3 separate regions of the Mus musculus genome follow, and regions 2 and 3 are each linked to region 1. Evidence: chromatin contacts called from public Hi-C and promoter capture Hi-C data. All regions are on one chromosome and are shown on one strand. The core of a region is the stretch at or near the end of the contact, and the rest is flanking DNA. Distances in the headings are between cores, read along the strand shown. Region 1 holds the start of Zfp317 (zinc finger protein 317). Region 2 holds the start of Zfp26 (zinc finger protein 26). Region 3 holds the start of Zfp266 (zinc finger protein 266).

Region 1 (3,538 bases), core at 381-2,880:
GTGCTAGATAAACTCACTACCAATATTTCAAATCTCCATCCAAACCAGGATATAACAAATGTGTATAATTAAAAGGAAGCATATTTACTTATTTTAGTCAGGTGACAGAACTGCCTATGAACAACATCCAAATACTGTACTAAATTAGTAGAAATATATATTTTAGAAATAATCTTGATCTCAAATTCATAAAGTATAACAGCTTGAAGAAAATGTTATTGAAAACACAGGTAAGGAACAACAATATGAACCACAGAATTCTAAGGTGGGGGATAGGGGACTTTTGGGACAGCATTTGAAATGTAATGAAGAAAATACCTAATAAAAAATTAAAAAAAAAAAAAAAACAAGTAGAAAAAAGGTTGAGAGGAAAAAAAAAGAAAATACACTTAAAATCAAATTGCTCAGCTATATAAACAGATTAACTATAAAATTTAATGGCATAAAAATGTCAATATTCTAAAGACTAAAATACAGACCCAACACACCTTGGAGAGAGAAATGCAGCATCTGGGTTTTACATCTCATTTTAAAATATAAGGTGTGACACTATTGAAAAGTGACTACCTTTTGAGTTTAAGATACTTGGTGCAATGGGATACTTGGATCAGTAGAAAAATGATTTCATTAAAATACATAATAGTATTGGGGGAACAGCAAAATCCACATATTTCACTATAGGGGAGAGAAAATATGTACTATAACAAGAGCACACGAGTCTTTAATGATCTCCATCATAATCTAGCTTATAAATTCACTAAATGGTCATCGTTTTAATATTTTTTCATAATATAAAAATTGCCATTTTATTTAAAATTTAAGTGTTCAATTTCCCTGGCACCTATCATGTTCATTATTGTGTAACCATCATCACTAACTTCTAAAGTCATGTTTATTACTTACGGATACCATTGTCACCTTGTAGACTACAAACAAAAATTTGGCCTCTGCAAAAAACATAGCTATTGCTATCTTTAATTATCTTTAATTATATGTTTATTGAAGTTGTGGCTTTTATATAAAAGCTTGGAAAAATATTATGGAAAAAGTTCAAAGTATTTAATTAGATTAACTTTCAAATTAAATTACAACTATGTTTACAAGTAATTTATTCACATGAGGATTGTCAGCCAACAAACGCATAAAGCAACTGATGATTTAACATAATAGAAAAGGTATTAGGCAAGTTTCACAATAACAAAAAGAAAAAGGTGTGCACATATCAATGATAGTTTTAGGAAGGAAACCCATGCTAAGAGCAATCACTGTCATTCCGACACCCCTGAACATCCTGGTCTACATATTTTAAAACCTCTCCTGGGTCGCCAGGATGGGGACCTCAAGGCACGCCTCCTAAGGTTTCTGCTGTCCTCATCCCGGCCACAGCCCTCCGCTTCCTGGAGCTAACGGGTTAAGTGACGAACCACGGGCTTACCAGACTGAGGGTGGAATCCAGGAAGCGGAAGTCTCCGCGGCTAAGGCGGAAGAACTAGAAGTTCACGCAAGGCCCCGGAATGCTTCAGAACGCTTCGGGGAACAGGAGGGTCCAAACACAGGGGAAACCCCAACTATCCTTTCGCACATGTGACTTCCACTAGCTCCCCGAAGCAATGGCTTCTACTTCACGTCCGTCTTCGAAATCTCGCGAAACTTCATAAGCCTTTTATAACGTGAAACCTTCACGGCGTGCATCTTGGGAAATGGAGTTTGATAACCTTAATGAGCCGTGCATTCTTGGTGAACTAGGAACTCTCGCGAAACCGATTAATTGCTTCTAAATGAGATTGAAATGGTTTATGGGAAATGTAGTTTCTACGTTGGACGGCCCTGACAAGGGTTTATGGGAAATGTAGTTTCTAGTTGGACGGCCCTGACAAGGATGCTCAAGTAGAATATATATATGTGTGTATGTGTGTATGTGTGTATGTGTGTATGTGTGTATGTGTGTATGTGTGTATGTGTGTATGTGTGTATGTGTGTATGTGTGTATGTGTGTATGTGTGTATGTGTGTATGTGTGTATGTGTGTATGTGTGTATGTGTGTATGTGTATATGTGTATATGTGTATATATGTATATATGTATATATGTATATATGTATATATATGCTTTTTCCAAGTTCTAATTGCACCACATCATCTTATGGGCCTGCCTTCAGCTTGTTCTTCTTTCTAAGATCATCAACCTGAACCTGTTAGCAGTCACTCTTCCTACTTTAAATATTGTATGCAATCACTATAACCCATAACCCATACCTATACCCCCAAAACTACACTGCCTTACTTAAGATATTTAGACACATATTTAAATACTGAAAACACACCCAACCTAACCTCAAATATAGCAGCTTTATCAACTTGTTCGTTTCAAAATCGGTGTCAACACAAAACTACTCTTGCCGCAGATAAATTTGTTCACAAACAAATACCAAAGACCATGACCCAGAAACACCAACTGAGGGTGTGACAAAAGACAAATTTTTGCCAAGGAACTGCACACATGGGATTTTATTAGTCATAGAATGAAAAGAGTGAAAGATCAAGGCATTTAATAAATATGATGGGTGATAGATTAATATCTTGCAGAAAAGTAGGACAAAAAACTCTGCTGTGTATCTGTGTTGCTATCTATAGCATTGTAAGTTTTTAGGATTGATTAAGATTATTCATGTCTTAATAATATATGTTAAAGAATTTCATAAAGGTTGTTCAGCCAGATATAGGGATGGGCAATGAAATGAACTGAGGATACTGGAAATTGCCTAAGTTAATTTGATTTATGATAGTATTTGAACTTCACATGAAGTTATAAAGTTCTCATAACCATAGTATTTCTGCATTATCAACCTATCCTCTCAGCATGGACCATGAAAATCATGATACTATTAAAGATTAAAGAATCTTCAAAGTTAGTATACATTTGTATTCTCTTTTTCCTTTCTTTTCTTTTCTTTTCCTTTTTTTCTTTTCCTTTCTTTTCTTTCTTTCTTTCTTTCTTTCTTTCTTTCTTTCTTTCTTTCTTTCTTTCTTTTTTTTTGGCAGTAGGGAAATTTCAGATAGTAGCAGTCAACATTTTTATACTTCTATTTGTCAACCTGCATTCACTAATTCACAAAATATTACTCATTTTACCTTGAATGGGTCAATTTAACACTAGCATCTACCACACTGAGAGTCAAAAATGTTACCAGGTAGCATCTGAGACATACAGCAATGATTTCCAGGCTCTTGCTGTAACTCTGTTGCTGTTTGAAGGTAAAATTGTAGCCACAAGCTTATGTAGCTGACCAATACAGGGACATCTGTTTATGCAATCTGTGTAACCTTTAGGAACTGGAACTTTGATAGAGTCACTAGAGTGGGTAGGTCTTGAGGTTTGAGAGTCTGATTCCGGTTCCATTTGCTCAGTGCTTCTTAACAGCAGATGCAATATGACAAGCTGCTTTATCCCCTACTGCCAGGATTTCCCAACCAGAATGGACTGAATCCTCTCAAACTATAAGCCCAAATAACTCTTTAATTTTAAGTTACTTCTTGTTA
Region 2 (3,650 bases), core at 116-2,615, 840 kb before region 1:
TCACCAAGACATTCAAAACCAATCTCAGGATATCTGTCTGCCAACAATTAAAGGTGGTGACAGACAGGCTAAGTCACAGAACACACACACACACACACATGCACACACACACAGAGGAAAGGAATACTGCATGGCCACTTTCATTCCTGGAGCAAACATAATATGAAGGTATAAAGCTCTTCTAGAGGGCCAGGGCTCATGCACACACACACACAGACACACACACACACACACACACACACACACACACACCCCTTTGTTTTTGTTGTTGGTCTCCTCCTCTTTCTTCTCTTCTTCCACAGGGTATCTCTATATACCAGCCCCTGGCTGTCCTAGAATTCACTTTGTAGAGTTGGCTAGCCTCAAAATCACAGATATTCGCTGGCTTCTGCCTCCTTAGTGCTAGATCAGTAGAGGACACAAAGTTTTATAGGAAAGAGATAGTACACAATCACAAGATACTGGTGTGGGCTTCTATAGGGCATCCCATTTAAGTATATCTTCAATGCATACACACACACACACACACACACACACACATATAAAATCTTGTGACTTTCTAAGTTATATTTCTCAAAGGATATAATTTATAAGGTTTAAAGATTAAGCATAGCTTAAAATTTAAATAACATTTAAAATTAAGTACAATATATTAACTTAATTTTTACTCTTACTGTTTACTCTTAATGAATATGTTTGTAAATGAAATTGTAAGATGGTTTTGTGAAGTACATTGTTCAGATTTAGGGTTGAGAGGAATGCTAATATAGTAAAATTCAAGACTATTGACATTTTGGCCCTAAGTAAGTAGAATTTGTCGCCTTACTATTTTCATTTTGTTTTGAGATGAGTTTTCACTTTGCAGTCCTGGCTGGCTTGAAACTTATTTTGTGGATCTAGCAGTCCTCGAATCAAGAAGATTGCCTGTCTCTGCCTCTGCGTGCTGTGATTGCAGGGGTGTGCTGCCATGCACTGATATTTGCTTTTAACATCTTATTTGAGATATCTTTATGAAAACACACATTTTTTCCCTCTGTATATGCAATTTTTGGCTGTATCAGTTGTGTTCACATTTTAAATTTTTCATCAGAAAGTCTCAGGGTGTGAGGCTTTCTTTTTTCATGTCCTCTTCATTTTCCCCATCTTTCTAGCTCGTTTCACTACCAACGATTAGAATTTAGCATGGTATCCAGAGAGTAAAGACTGAAGTGGTTAAATGGAAGCTATAGGCTGGTTCACAGACCTGGCAGTGCATCTGCCCAGGAAGTACAGGAACCAAGAGGAGGTAGGGAAGGAAAGGTTTGTGAGCCTCCTGAGACCCCGTACTTCCCGGTGTGTGTTTAACTTTGCACTGGGATTGGCCAATCGAGAAGGCCGTTCTCGCTCAGAAATCTTGTTCAAACTTCAATTTCATTCTTTGACTGGGCTTTTAACCTCCGCTTCAGAATCAATCGGCATCCAATTCCGGGGAACCGAAATTTCAATTCCGGAAGGACTCGGACACGGTAAACGGAAGTGAACCGCAGCTCGCCTCCGTCTCTTCCGGTGTGGCTTCGTGCGGCCCCCTTCTCTTTTTCTCGGTAGTAGCAGGCCGGCTGGGCGGGTTCTGGTGAGGCTAGGTAAGGGGATGGGCGGTGGCGGAGGTGGGGAGTGAGGCCTGGGTGTGGCCTCCATGGCGACTCCGCTGGTTCCCAGGCCGCGAGTCTCGCCCCGTTGCTTCTCAGAGGCTAGGGCCCTGCACTTCTCAGGTCCCGGCCGGGGGCCATTTCATCGGAACGATATTTGAGCTCCCCGTGCCTTCGAATGTAGCCCTTGCTGCCTCGAACGCCTTTAAGGTAATCGTACAAAATTTTTGCCTTCCAGAAAGAAGGATTTCGGCCGTTGGAATCTGTCTTCGCGCCCCATCGCTCCAGGAACCTGGCCATCCCGCTTCATTGTGAGCAGTGGGTGGAATTTGATGGAGCAGGAAAGTCCCAGGGTGAGGAGCTTCTGTCCGTTCTCATTTCCTCCACAGTCTCTCTCACTATCAACTATTAGAATTTAGTTGCTTTCGTGGAAACCGATGCATTTCATTAGTTCTTTCTGTTTCTCTCTCTCTCTCCCTCCCTTCTTCCCTCCATCCCTCTCTTGCACTCTCCCTTTCTCCTCTCCCCTCTCTCTCTCTCCCCCAAACCTCATGCATCCATTTTGAGAAAGTGTTAAATGCTCAGGCCATGCATATTTATCTGTTTGCAGACCACAAACCATCCCTTACCCCTTCCCTTCATCCCAACAATAAAGTATTAACAAGGGAAAAATAGGGAGTTTGGCACTCAAGGGATGGCTCATGAAAAACTGAAACTTGGGACTGGAGAGATGGATTAGTGATTAAGAGACCACATGTCATTTCTAGAGGATCAGATTTTAGTTCCCAGCACCCATGTTAGTGGCGTGTAACAGCCTGTAATTCCAGCTATCTGGGAATGGGGAGACCAGAGTCTCTAGGCACTTGCAGTCATGTGCGCCCCCCCCCCCTTAAATAAATAATAGAACTCTGTTAAGGAATGGGTGAGGCTTTATTTGATATGTTATTTCTCCACTGGTGAAATGAGCCAATTCAAGCCAGATTAGAATATTAGAGCAGGTTTATTGGGACGCTGCTCTCTGGTGAGTACATTGGCCCCAAGGATAGAGGCCGGGGAAGTCATTGTGTGGAGTGGGGATTGGGGGGTGGGCAGGAGAAAAGGCATCTGTGGGCAGAGAAAGAAAGTGGGGGGGGGGGGGAGGGAAGGAGAGAGAGAGAGAAAGAGAGAAAGAAAACACAAGAAAGGGGAGACCAAAGTGTTTGGTTTATATAGGGAAGAGCCTTTGTGGGAAGGGCAGCCCAGTCCCTGGCCTGGAAAGTTCAGGGTTGGGCAGGGAATGCCAGGTAGGAACTGAGGGATTCTGGGAGAACCTGGAGGCCAGGTCTGCTTTGGTGTGTATGATATGTACCTCAGTCCCTTGTCTCCGTCTGAAGCCAAACAGTATTTTTCTAAAGTCGTATGATATTTGAACATAATGCTTTTCTCCTGGTTGGGTAGCATGTTTCAGGAAAACTTAAAATTTTTACCTTTTGTTTAATTGCAGGAAAAAATGGGTTTCATTATATGTTCATGCATGCACATTGTATATTTCGATCGTGTACTCTGTTGCCTCTTCTTATCTTCCCTTTTGTCAGATACTCCCTCATATAGGTTTATTGGGGCTGGAGAGAGATGGCTCTGCTTTTAGAGCGCTTGTTGCTCTTGCAGATGACCTGGGTTTATAAGATGGCTCACAACCCTCTGTAATTCCAGTTCCACAGGATTGGACACCCTCTTTTGGCCTCTAGGGCCATCAGCCTCTCAGGTGGGCACATATATACATGCAGGCAAAACATTAGGAAATATATTTTTAAAAAGACGTATGTATGCATGCATGCCTTTCCTTAGAGGCCAGAATGGCGTGGTCACCTGAAGCTGGACTTAGAGGTAGTTTTGAGTCACCCGTTGTTGGTGCTGGAAACTACTCTGTTTTTCTGTAAACACAGCAATCACTTTGCCAGGCTCTACTTTTAAAATTCTTTTATTGCTATGTTTTAAACAAATTTGTATGTATGGGGTATTTTGTCTGAGTATAGGCCTGTACAC
Region 3 (3,721 bases), core at 627-3,126, 900 kb before region 1:
GTGGCTGCAGATTTCAGAAGAGGATCTGAGGATCCACTGGAGCTGCAGTTATTAATGGTTGTTAACTAAGGAGCTGCCTGACATGGATGCTGGGATGCAGGGATGCAAACTCATCCCCTAAGAAGGAGCTGCAAGAACTCTTAACTGCTGAACCATCTCTCTAGCCCCTTGCATGCTTTTTTTGGCTGTCCTAGAACTCACTTTGTAGACCAGGCTAACCTCGAACTCAGAAATCCGCCTGCCTCTGCCTCCCAAGTGCTGGGATTAAAGGCGTGTGCCACCACGCCTGGCCCCTTGCCTGTTTTTTAGTCAGCAGAGCAACAAGGTTTCATTAGGCATTTCTATTCATACCTTGTTTTGGTTGACTGTCATTTCCTTCCACAGTTCCCACCTCCCCAAAATGTACCCTTCTCTTCCTCCCAATTTAATGCCTTTATTTCTATTTATTATTATTATTGATGTATGGGTGCTTTTCCTGCATGTATGTCTGGGCATTGCATGCTTGTCTCATGTCCATGGAGAACAAAAGAGGTATCAGGTATACTGGAAAAGGAGTTACAGACACTTGTAGGCTGCCATATGCGTACTGGGAACTGAACCAGGGTCCTTTGGAAGAGCAACAAAGGTTCTTAACCACTGAGCAATCTCTCCAGACCAACTTCTCCATTTCTTTAAAACATCTTTTGATCTCCCATTCATGGTCCCCTTTCTAGGTTCATGTCTTATATTCACAGTCACAGCCATATGAGACACACACACACACACACACACACACACACACACACACACACACAAAGCTAGTATCCATATAGGATCCATGTGAAACTATGAAGTAGTTTATAACTCTTTCTGGCCTTGAACTCACAGAGATCCACTTGTGTTTGCCTCCTGAGGGCTGTTAAAGGTGCATATCACTATGCCTGACCTAGTTTTACTCTGAATTATTCCAAAAATAGAAAACACCCAAGCTGTTAAACTGTCTCTAAAAATTAAGTCGTTTGGGCCAAAAAGCTGGCTCAGTGGGTGAAAGAGAAGCTGACTTCCATTGCTGAAACCCATGGTGATAACGGACGCCTGAAAGTTGTCCCCTGACCTCCATACATTGCCATGTACATGCCTGCTTACTCTGTTAAACCATGCACACACATACACACACCCCATTATCACGAAAAATCAGGAAAAGATGTTAGGAACTAAGCATTTTGGATACAGGGTTTCATGTATCCCAGACAGACTGGCCTTGAATTTACTATGTAGCCAAGGATGGCCTTGAACTTTGTCTTCTTCTCCCAAGCACCACTAGTACCATCTACGGTACTGGCGATGGATCCCAGGGCTTCGTGATGCTAGTCCGGGCTCTACTAACAGCCCTGGGTGGTGAAAACGTGATGGAATCAAGGACTGAGGTGTTAGCAGAGTCCAGAGACACACAAAGACAGGTCGACATAAAGGTGTCTGGAGACAGCACTAACTGAATGGACCAAACGGATCATTTTTCCTGGGTTGGCAGATTGTGCAACATGGCTAAGGGCATCGCGAGCGTGAGGGAGAGGCGGGAGAGAAAAGCTTTTGTCAGCAGCATCTCCACCGGGGCGTCCCCACACCCATCCTCGCCCCACCGGTCCGCCATCAACCGAGGCGCACCCCGGCCTGGTCCCGCCTCTCGCCCCGCCCCCGCACTGCTCCCCCTTCAAGGTCTCGCTTCTGATCTCGACCTCTCGGCTCTTTTCCTGTCTCAACGCCCCTTATGAACCCACCCGAAAAAGGGTGCAACTGTCGGGACGCTGGAACAAACAAGTTTTTCTCTCCAGCTTGGAGAGCTCCAACGTGGCTGAGAACTCCGAGCCGGAAATGGAAGTGACGTCACGGCCAGCCCCCCCTTTTCTCCGAGCTCTGAGTCCTTCTCGGCGTTTGTCCGAGGGCTCTCCACGCAGCGCTCGGTGAGGATTCGGTGAGGAGCTGCGGGGGCGGCGCGGGGAGGGCGAGGACTCGGTAGGCCTGTGCGGGGAGGCGGGCCGAGCTCTGCTCGCGGGGTCCCGCGGCTTCCCGGGCTCTGCAGCCTTCCCGGGTGCCGCGGCCCGAGTGCGCATCCCGACTCAGCCCTGAGCTGTTTGCACCCACCTTTCTTCTAAAGCCGGTGTAAAGTAACCTTCGTGGAATTATTTTCCTCCCCAGAAAGAATAGACTTTTCGCCATTGGTATCACATTGAGACGCTGCATTTTCCATTCTTGGACCGGGCGATTCTGTTTGGGGGAGCCGAGCTTTGGCTGAAAGGTGGGTGAGGGCAGCCTTTTCCTCTTGTTTTTCTTTTTGTGTGTGTATGGAAAGGAATGCTTTATCCGATTATTTCGCTTTCGTGGGACCTATGTTTACCTGAGACACATTGCATTCTGATTTTTTTAAAAAGGCAACTTCGTTGTAGACTTTCGCAGAGTGCATTTATCTGTATATAAATATAAACGTACAAAGACCCGGGTCTTTGTGTTGAAGAAAAGTAAGGATAACAAGTTACTCTTGATTTGATGCTGGGGCCGCAACTCAGAGCCTCATGATGCTAAGCACTCTCCTGCTGAGCTACACCCTAGCCCAAATAGTTAGCTATTGTCTGAATGTTGTAGGCCTGTGCCTCCTTGCAGACTTTAAAAAATGGAGGCTTTGTTAGGTTAGTACTGATTAAACTGGTTGGTTTTTCAAGGAAAATTAAAATACAGTTTATGTTGAACTATTTGAGAATAGGTTGGGAATTTCAGGCATGATTTTTTTACATAACGGGGTAATACATTTTCTAAAAAAAAAAAAAAAGAAGATACTGACCCAGTAAGACCGTAAATACTGATCTTTCAGCCAAGATAATAAAAAATTAATATTATCTAATATCTTCTTTGTGTGAAATCAGAATTCTTCATTGTTATAAGTTTTTGGGTGTTTTTGCATCTAAGATCTTTTCAAAGTTTCTTTGTTTTTCTAATAGTGGGAATTGAATCTAGGGCTTTGTGCATGTTTAGTAAGCTCTCTTACTGAGCTATAAACCAAGACCTCTTTAAGGCATTTTTGCTGTTATTTAATCTATTTTAAGTTGTTATCTGTTTATGTGTGGGGTGTGGGTTTCTGCCTTGAGTGCAGTGCCCCTGGATGTCACAAAGGGCCTTGGCTCCCTACAGCTGCGTTACAGGAGGTTGTGAGCCACCTGGTGCGGTGCCGGTGTGGTGCTGGGAACCAGATCTCTGGTTCTGGAAGAGCCGTATGTACTTTTAACTAAGTCTTCAACCCCCATTTTAAGGTTCTTATATTGAAATTTTCAGATACCTTTTTAGGATCTTTGAACCTAGGGTAGGTCATGTTGTTTGTTATAGTAACTTTTTAAGGAGGTATGCATTTTCGCATTTCGATGGTTTGTTTCTGTTGGCATTTTTCTCCATTTAAATTTTTTTCTCCATTTTTGATTTTTTTTCACTGTAGACTAACTGATGCTTGGATTTCTGAGTGAAGTGGTATATAGCTCTTGCCTAGAATGTGTGAGGCCCTGGGTTTCAGCTTCAGCACACCAGTGAAGGGAGGTAGTGACAAAAATCTAGCTTAAGCCTGTTCTTACAGTCCTGAATAACTGTATTACCAATTGATGAGAGCTTTGGAAGTTCATACAGTCTACTGAGTTTTTGAGTTAATACACCTTTGTTATATGAGAGTACACAAAGGTAAGGTGTGTGTGTGTGTGTGTGA

Evidence for each region. Promoter capture Hi-C pulls out the DNA fragments that hold promoters and counts their contacts. Hi-C and Micro-C count contacts between places; a contact is called where the count stands out from the background.
Region 2: a promoter capture Hi-C map of pre-B cells shows a contact between it and region 1, with 9 times the contacts expected there. The contact joins the promoter of Zfp26 here to the promoter of Zfp317 in region 1. A contact is called at or near these places in 13 of 39 promoter capture datasets (the 3T3-L1 cell line, the C10 cell line, the HPC-7 cell line and 6 more), 2 of 484 Hi-C or Micro-C datasets (cortical neurons and spermatogonial stem cells), 4 of 115 datasets of contacts at active chromatin or transcription factors (astrocytes, embryonic stem cells and memory CD8 T cells) and 2 of 9 other capture datasets (adipose tissue and embryonic stem cells).
Region 3: a contact with region 1 is called in a Hi-C map of B cells, with 11 read pairs. The contact joins the promoter of Zfp266 here to the promoter of Zfp317 in region 1. A contact is called at or near these places in 1 of 484 Hi-C or Micro-C datasets (B cells), 5 of 115 datasets of contacts at active chromatin or transcription factors (the 230-238 cell line, astrocytes, embryonic stem cells and 2 more) and 2 of 9 other capture datasets (adipose tissue and liver).

What each region holds. Positions count from the first base shown.
Region 1 is chr9:19,620,183-19,623,720 of GRCm38.p6, reverse strand. Zfp317 (zinc finger protein 317) reads right to left here and starts at 1,630. Exons shown (of 9, transcript NM_172918.4): 1 at 1,436-1,630.
Region 2 is chr9:20,457,875-20,461,524 of GRCm38.p6, reverse strand. It overlaps Zfp26 (zinc finger protein 26), which reads left to right and starts at 1,365. Exons shown (of 10, transcript NM_011753.3): 1 at 1,365-1,580; 2 at 1,864-1,978.
Region 3 is chr9:20,519,574-20,523,294 of GRCm38.p6, reverse strand. It overlaps Zfp266 (zinc finger protein 266), which reads left to right and starts at 1,876. Exons shown (of 9, transcript NM_001082485.1): 1 at 1,876-1,951; 2 at 2,176-2,275.